Linked DNA regions of Anser cygnoides: region 1 is linked to region 2. A link is a contact called in public Hi-C data. All regions are on one chromosome and are shown on one strand. Each heading gives the region's core, a stretch centred on a gene start, on an enhancer-like site or on the middle of the called end of the contact. The rest is flanking DNA. Distances are from core to core; before and after follow the strand shown.

The links. A called contact is a pair of places that touch in the nucleus more often than the background predicts.
Region 1: a Hi-C map of liver shows a contact between it and region 2, with 9 times the contacts expected there. The contact joins the enhancer-like site here to the promoter of RPS6KA3 in region 2. A contact is called at or near these places in 2 of 7 Hi-C or Micro-C datasets (both in liver).

The regions. Positions count from the first base shown.
Region 1 is chr1:128,512,034-128,517,401 of Taihu_goose_T2T_genome, forward strand. The region is part of intron 1 of MAP7D2 (MAP7 domain containing 2); the gene reads left to right. Among named protein-coding and RNA genes, the nearest start is that of MAP7D2, 30 kb to the left of the region's middle. Within about 2 kb of position 1,783, at least 2 of the 3 cell types and tissues checked have open chromatin away from gene starts, as enhancers often do. A contact at or near this core is called in liver, where this site is marked.
Region 2 is chr1:128,371,567-128,376,245 of Taihu_goose_T2T_genome, forward strand. It overlaps RPS6KA3 (ribosomal protein S6 kinase A3), which reads left to right and starts at 2,324. Exons shown (of 22, transcript XM_048066771.2): 1 at 2,324-2,638. The coding sequence starts at 2,567.

The DNA.
Region 1 (5,368 bases), core at 533-3,032, 140 kb after region 2:
ACCAGCCACACAGGATTGAGCACTTTGGTGGTTCTTCCACATGAAACAAATTAGTAATGTCTTCCAGGCTGCTCAGGACAGCCAGCAGCTCTGGGTGGCTTTGCTGATGGCGAGGAATACAGGGTGAGTTGTGGAGGGTTGTTGAGCAGTTACAGCTTACATTTACTCAATATTTCAACTTAAAACGTACCAAAAACCAAATAATCAAAAACCCAAATAAACAAAAAACCTACCGGTATGGCATTAGTCCCTTCACTCTACTAGAGATGTCTTTTAAGGGGGCAGTGTCCTGTGTAAACCCTCTCAATAAACGAGTTCACTGGTGAAACAGAAGGAGCAGGTGGATACAGGGTAATTTCAGTGTTTGCCCAAAGCTTCTCATGCTGTCCAGTAGATCTTTTACTACACAGATAAGTGCTTGGACCTTGGCTGCTGTGGAGGCTACTGAGGTCATTAAATAGTGTGTTTTAGGTTTTGCCTCCTTTGGATTAGCCCTTTCTGTTGCTCTTTCTGTTGCTCTGTGTCTGTGCAGTTTGTAAACAGGGCAAATTTTTAATTAAGGGTTCCAAGTAATACATAATATTTCTAGCAATTCTTTATCGTTTGTAATTTGGTTGATATTGCATAATTCATGCAAGATTATTTCAAACAACTCTATCTCAACTCTCTCTCAAAAAACTCGCCTTCTGTTATACCTGTATATCATATGATATACCCATATGATCATATGATATAGTCACTTTGGGTTATAGAGGTAGAACATAGCATTTTTTCCCCAGCAGTAGGACATGTTTTTGTATATATGGTTGATCCTAAATAACTTTATAGCAAACCAAAAGAAAGGTGATGAAAAGACGTCCTGATTTGAATCTATGAATGTATAGAAATTGATTGCCTGCTCGAAGAAGAAAAAATCCACTGATAATTTTGTGGTATTTCTATAATTGTGTTGTGCAGTTGTGCTTGTCAGGCTGCTGGACTGACGGTTTGTGCCTGCAGTATTGCTGAGAGGATGATTTTTTTTGTGGAAACTTGTTCAATTTTGTAGGATCCTGTGTAGGAATTCTGTATCGACATAGCTGACAATGTTGGAACGGGAAAAGTTGTGCATCTGTCTCTGCTCGGTAGCTGTAATGTGACCTCTTGGTAGCCTGTGCAAGGTGGACAGTCTGGTTGTCTCAGTAGAAACCTCAGAGAGATATTAACATAGATAAGGAATGAAATGTAAATAGATATTAAGTTACAGAATGACTGGAGAGGAAGTTTTATTGGTACAAGTGTCATAATAACTGAAGGACTCCATAAAACTAGACTTTTCTGTCCTACTGGTTTGGTGGCATAAAAAGGAAAATAATCGACTAGGAAAGAAACTTAGTTTGAGACTTAGTGTTGAGATTGAGGTGGGGGAAGATGATGACACAGCAAGGTGTTTTAATCCTTAAAACAGGATTATTTTGCGATCTTCTTGGTGCAAAGTGGATTCTGAGCTTTTGACTTCAAACACCTACACTGTGGTGCCAGATAAAGCTATGTTTGTTTTATTTGCAGGGTCAGCCAGGTTGAATTTCCTGCCAAGAAATTTTTTTAGTAAAACCAAAATCGTGATGACACAGAAGAGAAGGGAGAGGGAGGAACAATGAACCAGGGAAAATTGCAAAGGAAATTTTAAATAGAAAATACCTCTTAATCCACATAGAGACTCATCATAGACTTACAGAGAAAAATCTAATAAATTGAGCTAACTAGTGTTTGTCTTCCAAAATGTACAATTACATTGTACTGTAAGTAGATCCTCTAATTGCTAACTCACCATTCAAGTTCTTCCAAAATCAATTAGAACAAAGTATCACTTGCCAAGCATACGTGACCTTTAATTTCTCCTATTCACCATGCATTTATCTTTATTGAAGAGCTTTGTTTTATTTCAAAACACATCCGTACCATGTGCTACTAGGCTAATCTGTATACAAAAAGAAAAAAAAAAAGAAATACGACTGCACGATTACCATGTATTTAGTGTGGCATCTCCCACAGGAAAAAAATGAGTGTGAATTCACCAATCACTTTTCAGTCTTAGTACATTTATGCCACTGTTTACTTGTACAAGTATATTCCTTTTAGAGCTTATTTTATTTGGCACAAAACATTTAAGCTCATCTGTTATCATCCAGTTTTTAGCAGACAGTGCTGTTTTGATCAAGTGCAAGCACTAGCAGTTTCTCATTCTGCATTTTATAAATAAGCAAAAAAATTTCCAGTGGAAGTTCTTCCATTATTGTTGGTCAGTTTATGTTGGCAATTTAATAGCTTGATACTGGATTAAACGTCTTTCAAAGTGCTCATTTCATACGTTGCCCCCTGCCTTCCTTTAAACCTGCCAGTTTCAGTGTGGCAGGCAAATAGGTAGGTGCTCTGAAAATCAGTACAGAGTAATGTCAGGCAGTTGTTTTCCTGGAATATTTAAATTGTTATATTTCACAGCTCTTTTTGGCTAATGGAAGTCCTCTCTTTTTTTTTCCCACCACCTTTATTCTATATATTACTAAGAAAATAATGTGCAGAAGAGGTACCGATATTCTTCTGAAATTTTGTTATATAACAAGAACATAAAGGTTTCTGTGTTTATTGTTTTTAGCAACTTGCATAACTTATGATAGATTTTCTTAAGTTGTCATGGGTGTTCTTTTCTTCCAAGGTTATCCTGTGTGAGTAGCTGGGACCTTGGAGGCAGAAGACCCTCAGTGGCATAGTGTCCTCGTTCGCTGAATGTGCTCTGTTTCTCAGGGCATGCAAAGGAATAAGGACTTTGATTTGGGTTTTAAGTGTCTGGCTTCAGTTTCAAGATTTCGGTTGTCACCCATCTGTCTGTCCAATCCTCTGTCCTGTCATCAGTATTCATACAGAAATAATAAAGAATGGCATTTGAATGAAATGCCAGCAATGAATTCTGGATTCAGTGTATGTGTGTTCATCTTTGCACATAATTTAATCACTTTTTGTTAAGTCACTTTCTGCAGATAGCTTTCATTCCTGTTTAATCCTTTAGTGTTTCACAGCTTTTTAAATCCTGTTGAATGTTCCAAATTCTTACCCTGAAATAAAACTTCCTCTTTTTAAGACTTGAAAACTCTGTGGAAGCACAATCCGCTCATCTCTCTTGTGTAGGAAAGTTTTGTTGTGGTAAAATATCTTACTTATTCTGCAGGTTAAGAGCTCATGTATAATGTGTCTAGTGTTCTGAATTTACGTAAACAGATAAGAAGATTTGCAGCGGAAACTCAGTGAATAATCCTCTGAGAAATAACAGATTAAAGGAAGATTTATCTTTTGGAGTGGTAACAAGGTAGTCTTAATATTTTTAACACTATTTCAAGTGCAAAAATTCCAATGAAATTAATATTTAAGAAAATAGGTTCGCGTAATTTTTTCACCTTTATTTGTGTTAGTGACTCTGTCTATGTACTGTCTCTTGTCCTTGAAAAATATTCTTCTAAATAATAATAGAATAGATCTAATGCTTTTTGGCTGTTTTTGCAAAATGGAAACATTGTCTTTCCATAAAAATGGAGCAGGATTTAGGCACCATGGGTGAGATTAAACGTCTCCTGTGGTGAAGTACATTGGCCTAATACACCTACTAGAATGCAAGAGAAAAGGGTAAAGAAAGATGTCAAATCGTATAAACTTTTCTTCCTTGTGAGTATTGGCTGTGCTTGTTCCTAGAATGCATTGTTTTGGTTGTGGTATGTCAGTGGATGCTCTTCCTTTCCCTTAAATAAATCCGTGGGAATTATTGTTAGTGTGAAGCCCAGTAAAAGCAACGCTTTAATTCCTGCTCCTAATCATAGTCAAGTCCACAGAGGATAAAGTTCACTTGATAATATCCACTGGGGATTAATCAGCTTTGCTTCTTTTTTGAAGCTTTTGCCAAATCACAGGGAAAATATATTTTCTCCGTTGGGAAACATTAGTTTCTTCTGTGCAGAATAACGTGCAGTTTCAGTGTTGCATCAGCCTGGGGCATAGGAAAGTGGAAATCATGTAGATTAGTCATTGACGGGAGCATGCCATGTTAGTAAGTCATCAGCACTTTATGTAGTTTTTTTATGGGATGATGCGTAAATGGAAAATGGCGAACAGGTTCTTCTGTGAAATGCTTCATATTCATTTTGCTCACCACAAAGAACAGAAGAGGAACACTCTGAAGTCTTCTCCAAATCTTCAGTCATCACTGACTTAATGATGAGGGACAGGGTATTATGAAAAATGAAGGTAATGTTAAAAAGTGAACTGTATTGTCTAGCAAAAAAAAAAAAAGTATCTCGGGAATGAAAGACATGCTGATAACAGCCTTTTTGTAAGTGTTGTTGGAAGTTAAATATATATTCTTGATTCTGTAAATATACTTTTTCTAAAACTCATAAAATCCCAAACCATAGTTGCAATCTCAAGAAAATTAGACTTGAAATGAAAAAATGTTAGTTAAAGGATTTTAGAGTTATCCCAATACATACGTGTGGAGTGGATTGTTTAAGGTCAGTGTTACGTTGCACAAAATACCACGTCTTACCTACTCATTCACCAAGCCTCTGTCTTCCCCTCTATCTTCCCTGGGTGACTACTGTCCTTTGTCCATAGATCAAAACATTATTTTATCATTTCATCAGTGACTATTTTTTTTTAATGATGGTTAATGAGAATACAAATATGTGTTGTCATTTTTACTCAAGGCTCCAGAAGGATGCCCTCTGGCTTGGTTGGTTTAGGAGTAAACTAGTTTTGCTGTGTCAAGCTTCTGTATGGGTACCTTGACGTAGAGGTTAATCAGGAGTTAGATTATAGGACTTCTTTTTTTTAATCCCTCTCAGCCGTCCCAGCTGCAAGCATTTGCTGTGCTGCAGAGGGCTACGGGAGTCTGTTTTGCCCCTGCAGCTTGACCCACGCTTCAGGCTGTTGCCATGGTGGGAAAATCATCTCACCTTTTCTCTTTGCTGTGAAGCAGGATGCAGTAACTTTTCCAGATGCTCGTGTGCGAAAAGCTAGCAGTTTTCTCCAAATAACCATCTTTGCAAACACTGGCTCCTGCACCCCTTGGTTTTAAATTACAGCGTTGGAAGTTGCTGTGAAGGTTTGACTAAATGTTGTCATCGTCAGCAAAGGGGGAAAAAAAAAAAAAAAAAAAAAAACAACGCACTGAACCAGCAGGGATGGAGCTCCAGCTGCAGATCAGCTCCTTGTCCACGCGGGGGCTACGCAAGACTGCGCTGGCTGGAAGGACGCCGCTAAAGCCCTTGGTATCTGGACCTAGAAGAGCAGGTCTGTGCTCTCCCTTTGCTTGTGCTGTCTTCATGCACCTTAGCTATCATTC
Region 2 (4,679 bases), core at 1,074-3,573:
AACACCTGAAATGTAATACCTAATCTCCTTCTAAAAAGAGTTTCAAATTCAAACAAGTAATTCAGAACAGGTACCTATGGCAGGAAAGGAATAGACAAATACGAAAGGAAAAGCGGAGATCATAGAAACTTTAATATAAAGGAAAAAAATCTCCATATAAAGAGGGATTGCTTGAACTATGTTAAACAAAAGTTTTGTTAATATCTTTTTCTATTTTGGTTGCCACCTTCCAGGTGACCAGATTCTTTTCTCTAACAGCACGTCTCAGATGTATGTACCTGACTGTGTAGTTGACGCAGGTACAAAATAATGTGAGTAAAGTGAGTTATGCCTCTGAAGGAACAGAAATTGTATTTCCAGAAGGATGTACGGAAACTTTTTTCTTCATGGAGTTTTACACGAACTCAAAGATAAAAGTCCTGATCTGTGTGTCAAATGCAACATATGGCTGCTGAAAATATGATGTACAGCATTTATATGATATGATGTACAGCATGTATGGGATATGATTCTATTCAATGTTCCAGCAGCCAGTTTGAGACTAAAGTGACCTGGTGCTAATGAAACTACGGAAAAAAAAAAAAAAAAAAAGAAAAAAGAAAAAGTCAGTCCTTGCTATTAAGCTAAGCTTGGAGGCTGCCAAGCACTACTTAATTGTCTGATTTTCAGTTACCTTGCTTTAAATTTCAAACAAACAACTGGCCAGAGTTTTACAAATTGCCCGTGTTTTTGAATGAAGCCGTCCTGAATTCTCTTCAACCTTTAACTCAAATTTCAATAGGGTTGTGTTGTAAGTTTTTTTTGTTTGTTTTGGTTTTATTTGTTTTGGGGTTGGTTTTAGTTGTTTTGTTGTTGTTTTGCTGTGGTGGTGGTTTTGTTTGTTTTGTGTGTTTGTTTTGTTGCTTGAGGACAGCAGAGAAGATAAAAACAGTAGAATTAGATTTTTACCTAGATCTACTCCCCGGTCTAACTCACCACGTGGCAGCACAAGTAATTGCACCACTTCAAAAGGGAGGGTGATGCAAGTGAACAGGCAGTGAGCAAGGGGAGGGCACAGCTGCTTCTCCTGGCAGTAGCGAAGGCTTAAAGGGATCGTTCAACTATGACCTTTTACTCCAGACATGAAAGTCTCTCAGCTGAAGTCTGATTCACCATGAGCAACTCCCCATCTACTCCTTTGTACCTCTTTGTAGATAGATATTTACGCTTACATGAATACAAAGTGGGATGAAAAAAATGCTACCCAGCAGAAACGGAAGTAGCCTGCGTTCACCACAATGACGTGTGCGTGGACAGGACATGCATTTGTGCACACACAAACAAACTGATTTTTAACTACCAGCACTCCAGCCACGCCACACACACACACCAGAAAAAGGAAAAAAAAAAAAAAAAAAGTAAAGAAGTAGCCCTCTCAAACATTGTTCTGAAAACTCTGGCTTTGATAACAAGATGTTTGACATCAGTACCCATCTTCAGTTGCTGGTCTAATGTTTCAAGGATTCTTCTGCGTCAGCCAAACTATCTGATGTTGCAAAAGGATGGGTGTTTATTACAGCGCTTAACATCTTAAGAGAACCGTATAAGACTGCATACATTTCTGAATCTCAGTATGCGTTTAAGTCAACTGTTTGTGTACTAGCTAGCAGCTGAGGATAAAAAGGAGTAAAATAAGCACTCCTTTCAGAACCTGTGGGGCTTTTTGACAGCTTTATCTTCACGTCTCATGGCCTGCAGAAATATGACTTACCTGCTTTGAGGTAACTCTTACTCACACAGCCCAACCGCCGCTTCAACGGCATTGATTTAAAAGCAGATTTCTGCATCTTAATTCCTTTCCCTCTTTGCCTAATGGTATTCTGCACAGCCCCACATCTCCCTCGCTTGCCTCCAGCTTCTCCATCCACTCTTCTGTTTACACAAACAAACTTTTAGTCTGTCCCGCGACACACACACGTATCCCAACTCATTTGCCTGAGCAGCGCCAGCCCTCGGCTGGGCTTTCTGACCGCCCTGGAAGTTACGGCTCGGCTTTAACCGCACTTAGCGGCGGGGAGGGCACAACCCTACGGGGCTGCTGCCTACAGAGGCAGGGCACAACCGAGCAGCGAGGCACGGACCTCGGGGAGCCGCAGCCCGGGTGCCTAACGGGTGGGGGACCGGCGGGGACCCCGGGACCGACCCGGGCCTCCTGCAGGGCCCGGCAGCGCCCCGCCGCCGCCTTTCCCCCGGCACCTGAGGGCCGGCGGGTGCCGCCCCGCGGCGGGGCGCGCAGGCGCCGCTGGGCGGGCAGGTAGGGGCCGGGCGCCATGTTGTGAGCGGAAGCCGTGCCCGAGCGGCTGGGCCGGGGGGAGGGCGGAAGCGCGGCCCCGCCTGGCGGCGGGGAGGGACGGAGGGACAGCGGCTGCGGGCACCGCTCGCCGCCGGAGCCGCCGCCGCCGCCGCTACCGAGCCGCCGCCGACGGAGCGAGAGCCGGCCGGGGCGTCCCGCGCCCTGCCGTAGGGCTCGCCGCCCCCGGCCCGGGAGGAAGCGGAGCGCGGAGGCTGCGGGAGCGGCGCGGGGAAGATGCCCCTGGCTCAGCTGGCGGACCCCTGGCAGAAGATGGCTGTGGACAGCGCGGCCGAGAGCGGCGCGGAGGTACGGGGCGGGGGAAGGGGGGGCTGCGAGGGGGTCGAGGCGGGGGGGAAGTTGCGGGAGGGGCCGGGAGCCGGCCCGCGCTGCCCCCCTCCGGGGCTCGGGGCGCGCTCGGCGGCACCGGGCTGCTCCCGGCCCGCGCCCTCCCCTTCCGCCCCCTGCCCCGGCGGGGAGCGACCTGCGGCCGGCCCCGGCCCTTTTGTTCCACCGCAGGGGCTGGGAACGGCCCTAGGGGGTCGAGGGGGGCCGGGGTCTGCCCTCCCCCGGGGCCGGGGTGGTCGCCGCGGTTTGGCGAGCGAGCGGGATCCGTGCGCTCGGCGGCGGGTGCGGGGAGCGTCCCCGGCAGGCAGCGCCGTGCGGTTTCCTGCCGCTGCCCTGCCTCGCCGTGCGCTCCTGCCCTTGTTAGGCAGTGTGTGCTCGCCTCCTGCCCCGGGATCATGTGAGCCTGGAGACGGGATGCGCTCCGTCCGGGGCCGGGGGTGCCCGCGGTTCGTTTCGCTTCTTTGTGCGGTCTATGACCGTATCGGTCTGGAGCCGCGATAGCTGTGCTTGCTCTGCGATCCCCCGGTAGTCCGCGGTGCGTGTGTGCCGGTTGACCAGGCTCCCACCTGAAAGGAAATAGCCTCCTCTGACAGTGCAGCTTCCACCTGAATCTGCTCCAGCTGACACGCAGCCAGTCCGCTTCAAATGATGCCGAGCGTGAGCCCTATGGACTCAGGCCAGCCCAGAGCAGTTAGTCGCAAGGTTAGGACTTATTCCTTAGGTGAGCGGGGTAAAGAGGGAGGCCGATGTAAAGTTTCCACGGTATCGGAGGCATTTGTCCTTTTGGTGTTTGTCTTCCTTCTGCTCCAAGTGACTGCATCTCTGGGAGTCGAAAGAATCTGCAGTTCTCATCTGACAGCCCGAGCCGTCCTTTAAGTTGTTGCCAGTTGCTGTAGCTGCCCTCACGGAGTTCTGAAGCGGTTAGGTGATTGCTCCTTTTTAAGGGAGAGCAGCTACAGCAGTAGCATGGTGCTCGGGGGGAAGGTGGTAGGAGAGGTGAAAAGGAGAAAGCTTGCTTAGGTGAAGGGTTTGGAGGAAAGATCTTTGCTGTTACTTCAGACATCCATACTTACTACCTGTGTTTGATGTAATTAATAATGGTAGACTATATATGCCAGAAAGACAGCAAAATACATTGCTCTGTTTGAAATGTATGTACACGCATGATCAATTACACTTATTTGATATACTTCAGACATGATTTGTTCTTAAACTGCTGCCATGAACTTCTTGAGAAAAGTGTATTACCTCTTCCTAAATACATAAACACTTAAAAAAAATATCGACACGTGTCTACAGTAGTTTATAAGACACCTAAAAATTCTTCAGGACCGCTAACAAAACGTGGGACAGCAACTGAACTGACAGGTTTGCACCATAATGTGTTAGTCTAGAATAAATGCTTAGCTCTTGAAAAGACCAGGCTGTACCTATAAAACTGTTTCAAACAAAAGCAAAGCCTTCCCTCAAAGGGAAGAGTTAGGCTTAGAAAGGTCGCTTACTTGAAACTGTTTTTTTAAGAGGAGATGTTCCAGTAAAAATAGATGTCTGTCAAATACATAAACAAATGACCTAAATACATAACTTAGAATTTCAATTTACATGTGCTGTGTTTATCCATAGCGTAGCAGTCTCATAATTACAGACCCTGTCCTGCAAGAGTGTCCTTGGGCAAAAATATTTTGTACATCCTCCTGGAACCTCATTGTGATTTTAGTCATAGTTTGATAGTAGTAATGCCTTTAGCTGTAATACCAAGGTAAAGAGTCTCCGCTAACATTTCAGATGTGCTGACACAGCTCTTGTAACACTGTGTTATCCACGTGGAATTATGAATTATTGAGCTTTAAAACTCAGCTCGGACACTTCCTTTGTCTTAACAACTCTCTGGAGTTTTATATTGGATTTTTTTTTTAAATTTGTTTCCCAGTGAAGCCCCGTATTCAGTTGTATGCTGCTACCACTGAGGGGGTGATTTGCTGTGATATGTGGGCAAATTCAG